2 separate regions of the Sus scrofa genome follow, and region 1 is linked to region 2. A link is a contact called in public HiChIP or PLAC-seq data. All regions are on one chromosome and are shown on one strand. The core of a region is the stretch at or near the end of the contact, and the rest is flanking DNA. Distances in the headings are between cores, read along the strand shown. Region 1 holds the start of UHMK1 (serine/threonine-protein kinase Kist). Region 2 holds the start of UAP1 (UDP-N-acetylhexosamine pyrophosphorylase).

The links. HiChIP or PLAC-seq counts read pairs in DNA pulled down with a chosen protein or histone mark.
Region 1: an H3K27ac HiChIP or PLAC-seq map of alveolar macrophages shows a contact between it and region 2. The contact joins the promoter of UHMK1 here to the promoter of UAP1 in region 2. A contact is called at or near these places in 2 of 5 promoter capture datasets (fetal liver and liver), 13 of 47 Hi-C or Micro-C datasets (adipocytes, alveolar macrophages, embryonic fibroblasts and 7 more) and 2 of 2 datasets of contacts at active chromatin or transcription factors (alveolar macrophages and skeletal muscle).

Annotation. Positions count from the first base shown.
Region 1 is chr4:88,050,381-88,054,600 of Sscrofa11.1, forward strand. UHMK1 (serine/threonine-protein kinase Kist) reads right to left here and starts at 2,555. Exons shown (of 8, transcript XM_021089503.1): 1 at 2,112-2,555; 2 at 493-785. The coding sequence starts at 2,379.
Region 2 is chr4:87,991,971-87,995,810 of Sscrofa11.1, forward strand. It overlaps UAP1 (UDP-N-acetylhexosamine pyrophosphorylase), which reads right to left and starts at 2,062. Exons shown (of 10, transcript XM_001928643.6): 1 at 1,811-2,062.

The sequences.
Region 1 (4,220 bases), core at 1,305-3,804, 59 kb after region 2:
TTTAGTCCTTGGCTACCATAATTCTTTGGTTCATTAACTGGGCAGTTCTTAAAGGCAAGCTGTGCACTTTCCACACTACTGCTCAGTTCTTTAGATACTCTCTTGCCCATTACGCACTTCTGATAAATAAGGACACTCTGCAAAGAGCTGATAAACCATGAAGAATGATGCGTTGGCCAGAATTGTCATATCTGTTCTGCCATCAGACAAATTAACAGTAACTCAGCAATTAACCAAATGTTCAAACAAAAAACAACCATTCTATGAAGTAAAGTACATCTAATAATTCCAGAGCCCTCTCAAACTAGTTCCCCCTACTTGACCCAAACATATCTACGTATGGCAAAGAAATTCTTTTTAACTGCTTAATCCCCAGTCACTTCAGTATTTTATACAGAAATATCTCTTTTAAGTCTCCACTAAACTACCTCTGTTATTTTAAAATATTTGGCTTAGACAATTGAGTGGGTGAGGAGGGAAAATAAGTCTTACCTGATTGCCTTCTTTGAAGCTAAGTCCAAAGTCAATGAGTTTAAAACATTCATTCTCGGCACTCCACAATATATTACGTGGTTTGAGGTCTGCATGGACATAACCCTCATGATGAAGAAAAGCAAGGGCCTCTAGAACATCTCTGGCACAATGCTGTATCATCCACATGGAACAACCTTGGTGACTGGAATATAAAAGCAATTCCGAAACACTGACATCCAGGAGTTCAAGCAAGAGACAGCGTGATGGCACATTTGGAGAAAAGTGGATTGTAAAAACTCCATATAAAGTCACTAGAAAAAGAAACAAATTGTAACACTTTAAAAACCAGACTCAGAGTAAGTGACTACTAAAGTAGATACAAATTTGAGGTAGTCTAGAAAAGGATTAATGTTATGAGCAAGCAAGCCACCGTAATTTATTTTTCCCATTAGTAAGATTTTTGGGCAAGTGGGTTATTTTATTTTAATAAAATAAGAGGACCTTCAACAGTGGATTACAATTCAAAGATATTAAATATGGCACATAATTAAAATTGTGCTTCCCAAGCACTCAGAGATGAGTGAATATGCACTTTGGGTGCCAAGCAAAAATGAGCAAAAGAAAAATCCAAATACTAAGTATTCTTAAGGCAAATGTCACAATGTACAAAACCAAAACTGAAGATTGGTTCTTGATCCAAAATAGCACTATATAATTAAATATTAAAAGGAGAGGTCAAGACATTCAAGATGACATTTTAACCTAATCTTTTAGAGTCAACAAGTCCTTAGGCCTATAAAAATGTAAAATATTTCCCTCTTAAATATCAGATTTTACCTACATCATTCAGGAAACCTTAAAAAAGAAAAAAAAGGGGGGGCAACACTATTAAGAAATTCTTCTCCAAATGGTAATATTAAAAAGGTCACTATTCACAATAAATATGGATCATGCTTGTCAGTAAGTAATATATCTATGAGCCAAAGTCATAATTAAATGCTCTCTGTTGGTGTATTAGCAATGAAAACTATTTTCACAGCTCAATCATCAGTAATCATTACATATCTTACATTGTGAATATCTGAATCATGAAACATGGTCTTAAGTGGGTAAAAGTATAAAGTGCGTATGTATCATTTTCACATTTCTATAAGGATTCTTATGAAAAATTTGGGAGTCATTTCTCCCAAATCCATACAAAAATTATGTATCAGGTAACATCTATATCAGCTATTAGCATTGACGTCACAAGTACTAGAACTATCTCCCATTTTTCACTGGTATGCAAAGATTCAAAAATTTCCGAACAAGACATGACAATCTAGTAAAGACATGCCTCCTTTCACTACAGAAGATAATTCTCTGTGCTAGTAAGTGCAGCATTTTCCAAACAGAACTGAAGCAAAACAGAATTTATTGAGCATCTACTATAGAACACTGGGCAAAGCGGCCCACCGTATTACAGTCAGTATGAGAGTGAAAGGGGGATGGGAAAGGGTCCTGGGTTGGGTGATAAGGCCAGGGCCGGACCTACTTCTCCCGCCTAAAAGACAGAAGACCGTACGCTAGGCCGAGAGGGGGAGTGTACGCTTGCTCTGAGACCTGGTTAAGAAGAGAAGGGAGATATTGGCAATTACCGATGTTCCTGTGACCCTGCAACTGTTCCAACGCTGCCCTCTCTTTGCGGAAACCATACTCGGCGGCCGAGGCCGCAGCCCCGGTGGTTCCTGGCGGTAAGAACTGCTTCAGGGCGCCGGGGGGTGAGCCAGGAGTGCCGCAGCAGCGCACCCGATACACCGAGGCAGAGGAGCCGCTACCCAGGCGGCTCTGTACCTGCCACAGCCGCCCGAAAGCTTCCAGAAACCGCGGCGGCTCCGCGCCCCACGCACAGCCGGATCCAGCCATCGGTGTGGACTGAGGGCACTGACACGGAGCTGACGCGACGCCCGAGGCAGGCCGGCAGGGCCCTCGGTCACATCCCCGCCCGCCGGACCAGCGGCTCTGCAGGGAGGGGCCTGCAGCCGCCTCACCGACTGCCGGGACCTCAGGCCGCCATGACACCGGAAGCCGTCTGCGCCCGGGTCCCAGAAGCCGGAAATGGAGGAAGAGCCAATCTTACAAGCTGAAGGGCGGGCCCAGAAAGGGCGGAGTCTAGAATTGATTAGGTGAATTAGGTTTGGAGGAAAGGACTGAGGGAGAGAGTTAAGCGTTAGAGAGTTCTTAATATTCTAGGCCCAATGTTAACCGCTTTCACACACAGTCACCTAAAACTAAAACTTATTTTTGTTCTTGCTGAGGCACCCCACCTCACCTTTGGGAAGCTTGGAAAGTAAAACCCTGCCTACATGTCTCATAGCCAGGATCCAAAGGAAATACCCCAGTTGCTAAAGGAATGGATTTACCACCACCTCCTCGCTCTGTTCCCTAGTGGTTATAATTCCGGATGCCCAGGCTTCTGTGCTTCTCTTAGTTTCCTTTGCCTTTGGCTGCCTAGTCAAAAAGCAGCCTCCCTGGGCAAACGTGGATCTTTTACAAACGTTTGTTTTTCATTTATTCATTCGATTTTTTTTACTCATTTGACAATTTTTTATTAACAAGTGTAAAAAATCGGAATCTCGGTCCACAAACGAGGATGTGTAATAAATGTATTCTTCCTTATTATTCTGTGTTCAACTTTTTCAAGCTCCATTCAGATGGGGTGGCACAAAATTAGTATGACCATTTGCCTCCATCACCTTTTCCTCAGGTTTTGTCCAAGTTTCCAGGTAAATGAGGTGGTTTATGTGGGGATTGAGGGGTTGAGCTCTGCTTTTCAGTATCATTGGTTATTGTCTTGCCAGGTTGCCACTGAAATATGCCTTATTTCTGTCTGTATGACCCTTTCAGGGTCTGGATTAGGAAAAGTTCTCTGCACTCTCTGCCATTTCTAACAATCATTTTCTTCTATAGCTGAAGTCTCAACTAATCTCTTGAGAACTTGGGCTTTTGTGATACAAAAAACAAAACTCACAAGCTCCCCTAAGGCAGTGAACACAGACATTTATTTGCTTATATAAAGGGGAAGGCAAAGTGGAGAAGCTGAGGTGTGGAAGGGAACTTAGGTCATGAATAGAGAGGAGATTCGAAATAGAAATTAACCATGATTTCAAAAATTTTGAGTTGGTAGAATGAATTAGATGTGTATATAATTATAATCCAAGGGTCAAGGTAAAAAGGAGGCGCAGGTAAATTGCTAGAACTCTGTAGAGGAACTCTTAGCAATTCACCCATTAGAAAAGTGTGAGTAAAAAGAAGCATTTCATTTCAGTCTATTTTGTTGAAATTGAATGTATTATAATCAGAGATAGCAAATGCTGAATTTCTAGAAGTTGATTAGGTTCTCCTTTGTGAAAAGTATCCATTGTTATAATCCATGTCTTGGTTGCATTTAAACTTTTTCCCCAAATGCTAGAATCAGAAGTTATCGGTCTGAAAATATTCTGCAGTAGATTTTAATTATGTTTTTCCAACCCCTTCAAAAATGAAAGTAATGACTCTGTGGTAGCTAGTCTTCAAACTGGCCCCCAATGTTCCTAGTCTCCTAATATTCACTTTCTGTTATCATCTCCTCTCACATTGAATAGGGTTGATCTGTGTAAGCAATAGGATAGTGTGTAAATAATGGCGTGTGACTTTCTAGGTCATAAAAGATGTTGAAGCTTCTATCTTGTTATCTCTTTGATCACTTGTTTTTGGGGAAACTAGCT
Region 2 (3,840 bases), core at 812-3,311:
GCTTTATAGATAGCTGTTCATTTAATCCTCAAAACAAATCTAAAGTACCGTTATTGAGATTACTTTATAGAGGAAGAAACTGAGCCACAGAGATAATCTGCCCAAGGTCCAAAACCAGTTAAGAGACAGAGCTAGGATTCAGACTCTGACAACCTGACTCTTAAGTAATTGCTCTTAACCATCATGCTACACTGCCTCTCAGGAGAAAGACTACTTTCTCTCTCTTCTCTCTCTCTCTCTCTCTCTCTCTCTCTCTCTCTCTCTCTCTCTCTGTGTATGTGTATGTGTGTGCATGTGTAAAAGAGAGGAGTGGCAAGAGAAAGAAACACATAATTTATATTTTTATTCAGAAATATAGACACATTGATGTCACTTTGCAAACAATTCATAAGCCAGTAGAAATGGAGAAAGGAAGGAAACGTACAGGACAAGTAGGAGAGGAAACTTTACAGGATGAAACAGATGTAATCACTTCCATGCCGTGAAAATAGTACCATTTTCCCCATTAATTCTGACAAGAAATGTGTGCATGTGTATAATGATAAGAATAGTGAATCGGAGAATTAGGCTAGGATTTTTAACAACCAACGTCTGAAAAAGCTGAAGATCTAGAAATTATGACAGAACTTGCTATATGCCCATAGCCTAATGCATCTGCATAAAAAATCAATGGCATATTTGTTAATAGTCCCCCATTATCAAATATACTGTTATTAGAATTTAAATTCCAGTATAAAAGAAATTCAGTATTTCCCCCCTCCTTTTCTGGTCTCCTACCCTCATCTCTGTTGAAATATTATGTTCCTCCCCCCACAACTGATATGTAAACCTCTTAGAGCTTTTGAAAAGTAGTCTTGGGGAGGAGCATTTACAATGAAGTCTTTTTCAGCCCCAGCTAAATAAGCCAACTCAGTAATAGTGAAAGAATATAAACTACCTCCAGTTTCCTGCGAACACAGCCCACACCTAGTGCATTTCACCTGAAAGGACTTAAAGGAAAGGCACTACATAATCATATATAACTATTATCATAATCATTATTACTTGATTTCAGATTTCATACTCCATGTACAAATAAATATAGCATAGCGTCAGGCCAAACTTAATAAAATCCTCAGGAAGCCATATGTTCAGAACATGTTGCTCTCAACCCTTCAAGCCCATTCTTCTGCTTGGTCACGGCAAGGGAAAACCAGATATTTCAACCCTCTCCCCTTACCAAATCAAAACAAAAGTGGCAAACAGGTTTTGTCCCACTCTCACGTCCCCCACAGGTTATCACCAATCCTTACTGCAAACGCTTTCGGATTATTTTCCTCATGTATTCAAGACACCCCAACTCGCTTCCACCGGACAGTTCCAACGACCGGTCCCCACTGTGGCACCCCACCCCCAAGCTGGGCATAACTGTCCACAAGGCCCTAGCATGAGAGCCTCAAGGCCCCTATCCCAGTCCAGGTGAGGCCCCACTCCCAACCGCTTGGCAAACCCCTAATCCAGACACTGCCCCAAACCCCCTCCCCAAAGCCCCCAGGCCATCCGGGCGCCCGCATCCCAGCACTCCCAGCGGATTGCCAAGGTTGAGAAACGCAGATGGGCATGCGGGGAGTGGTGTGGGTGGGCAGGCGGGCTCCTTGGCGTGTGCCAGGCTGTTGGCTCAGAGCACGTAGGCGCGCCGCGTGTCCACGTCTGTGCGCGTGGCCGTGGAAGCGTGTGCGTGGCTGCACCAAGCCCCCACCCGACCCGGTCCAGCCGTCTCCTCCAGGGTGGCGGGGAGAAAGAGATAGCCACTGGGCTGGGAGCCCCTCACCTCCCTCGGCGCGACCGACCGCTGCTCCGCCCGGCTCTGGCTCCTTCGGCGCGGCCACTCATCGGCCTCCCGCGCCCGCTCCGAATATATACCCTCATCCGGGGGGCCGGGGCGGCGGGGCGGGCCGGGAGCAGGGGCCAGGGGGAGCGCCGGCCCCGGCCACCCCGCCCCTCTGTCGCCGCGACGAGTGGCTGCCCGCACGGGGAGGAGCCGAAGTCACCCGCCCCGACACGTCAGCGCCCAGAACGCAAGCACTAGGCCCGCGCCGAGAGGGGCGCCGGGGCGGGGCGAGGAGAGGCGGGACCTCTCGCGTCACTCATTCTCCGGTCCAATAGGGATAGCTCAGGGGTCCAGTCTGCAGGCCGCCCCGTTCCCGCCCTCCCCTCCCTACCCCGCGAGCTCCCTCCTGGTCCCGGAGGGGTGTCTTTTGCGTCGGCTGGGAGGGGCGACGCCGGAGCCCCACTTAGGTATCGTGAGCGGGTCCTAAGAGCCCTGACGTCACGGTGTGGTACCGCGAGGTGACGTCCCTCGGCCTCTTGGCACCGCGGCTCAGGACGTCCCACCTTTCCAGAAACGGACCGCGAAGTGGGGTGGAGAGCTGTGTCATCGGGTGGCGGATTTCCGATCGCCCACACCGAAAGTTGCGAAAGAGGGGCGGCGGACATCCCAGCGCAGAACCCGGAGGGTGGACCGGGCCTGCCCTCTGACCTTGGGCTAGCTATTGACTTGGCCAGATAGGCGGGGCCCCATCGTCTTTCTGTTTTATGGTGTTTCAGGTCTTAAGCACGTGAGGCACAAAATAAACAACAGAGGAAATGCAAGCAAATGTATTAGGTAACCTGATGAAATGAAAACCGAGTCTGTGAGACTGAAGCCAGGTGTAAGCTTTGCAGGACTGTGAACTTAACCTCCTTGGGCATCAGCATTTGATACGAAAATGGTGGTTGGACTGCTTGACCTCCAAGGCCATTGCAGTGCCACTGTTTATAATTGCCTGTATACATATTACCTTGTGTGGAAGTGCGCATGCAGATTATGTGCTCGGCCCTGTACCTTTAAAAGCTGTGTTTATGTTAAAAGTTACATAGCACTTGGCACAGTTTTTGCAATATGTCCAATATGTTGAAATACCAAAAACATCTAGATTTAACAAAATACCTAAAAAGAATTTCAGGCATTTTAGGTGCCTGTCTTCTTTCTTCTTTAGCGCAAGGGCCTTTTAATTTTTTTCAGCAATTTCAAAATCATGCACTGCACTAAGTTAACAGAAAAATTTACACTGGCTAAGTAATGATTGTAGATACACATTCGGAAGGTTGAATACTCTATCTTACATGATCTCAGAATGTCATCTATTTGTTTGAAAAATTTATAGTATAGTGGTTATAAGCATGGGATCTTAAGACAGAACTGCAGCTTCTTTATTGCTTGGTATCTTTGGTAAGTTAACTCTTAGGCATCAGTTTTCTTATCTGTAAAACACAGATAGTAATAAAAATGGTCCCTTTGGGTTGTTATGAGGATTAAACCAATGAATATAAGAAAAGAATGTAGAACAGAGTAAATACTAAATAAATTTTAATTATTTTATGTGAGTTCTTATGCTGTGTCAGGCACTGTTCTAGGTTCTGGATACTTTGATATACTTATCATCATCTGGAAAACCTTTTGTTGTTTGGATCCTTGGTAACATAAAGAACATTTCTCTCAAATCATGTATGATAACTGGGAACAAAATTCCTCCCATTAATGTTGCCAACATCCCATTTAAAGAGACCTAGAAGTGTGCCCACCATAATGTAACTGAATGTATCTTTGTGACCTTTAAGAAAAGAGTTTAAGACAATTGCTTTCTAGAAATATACTGATTCTTACTCTTCCACACTTCTACTCCCTGAGAAAGAAATATATGAAGATTTTAGCATTCCCTTTGTGGCATGGCAGGAATGAATCAGACTAGGAACCGTGAGGTTGCGAGTTCGATCCCTGGCCTCGCTCAGTGGGTTAAAGATCTGGCTTGCCATGTTCTG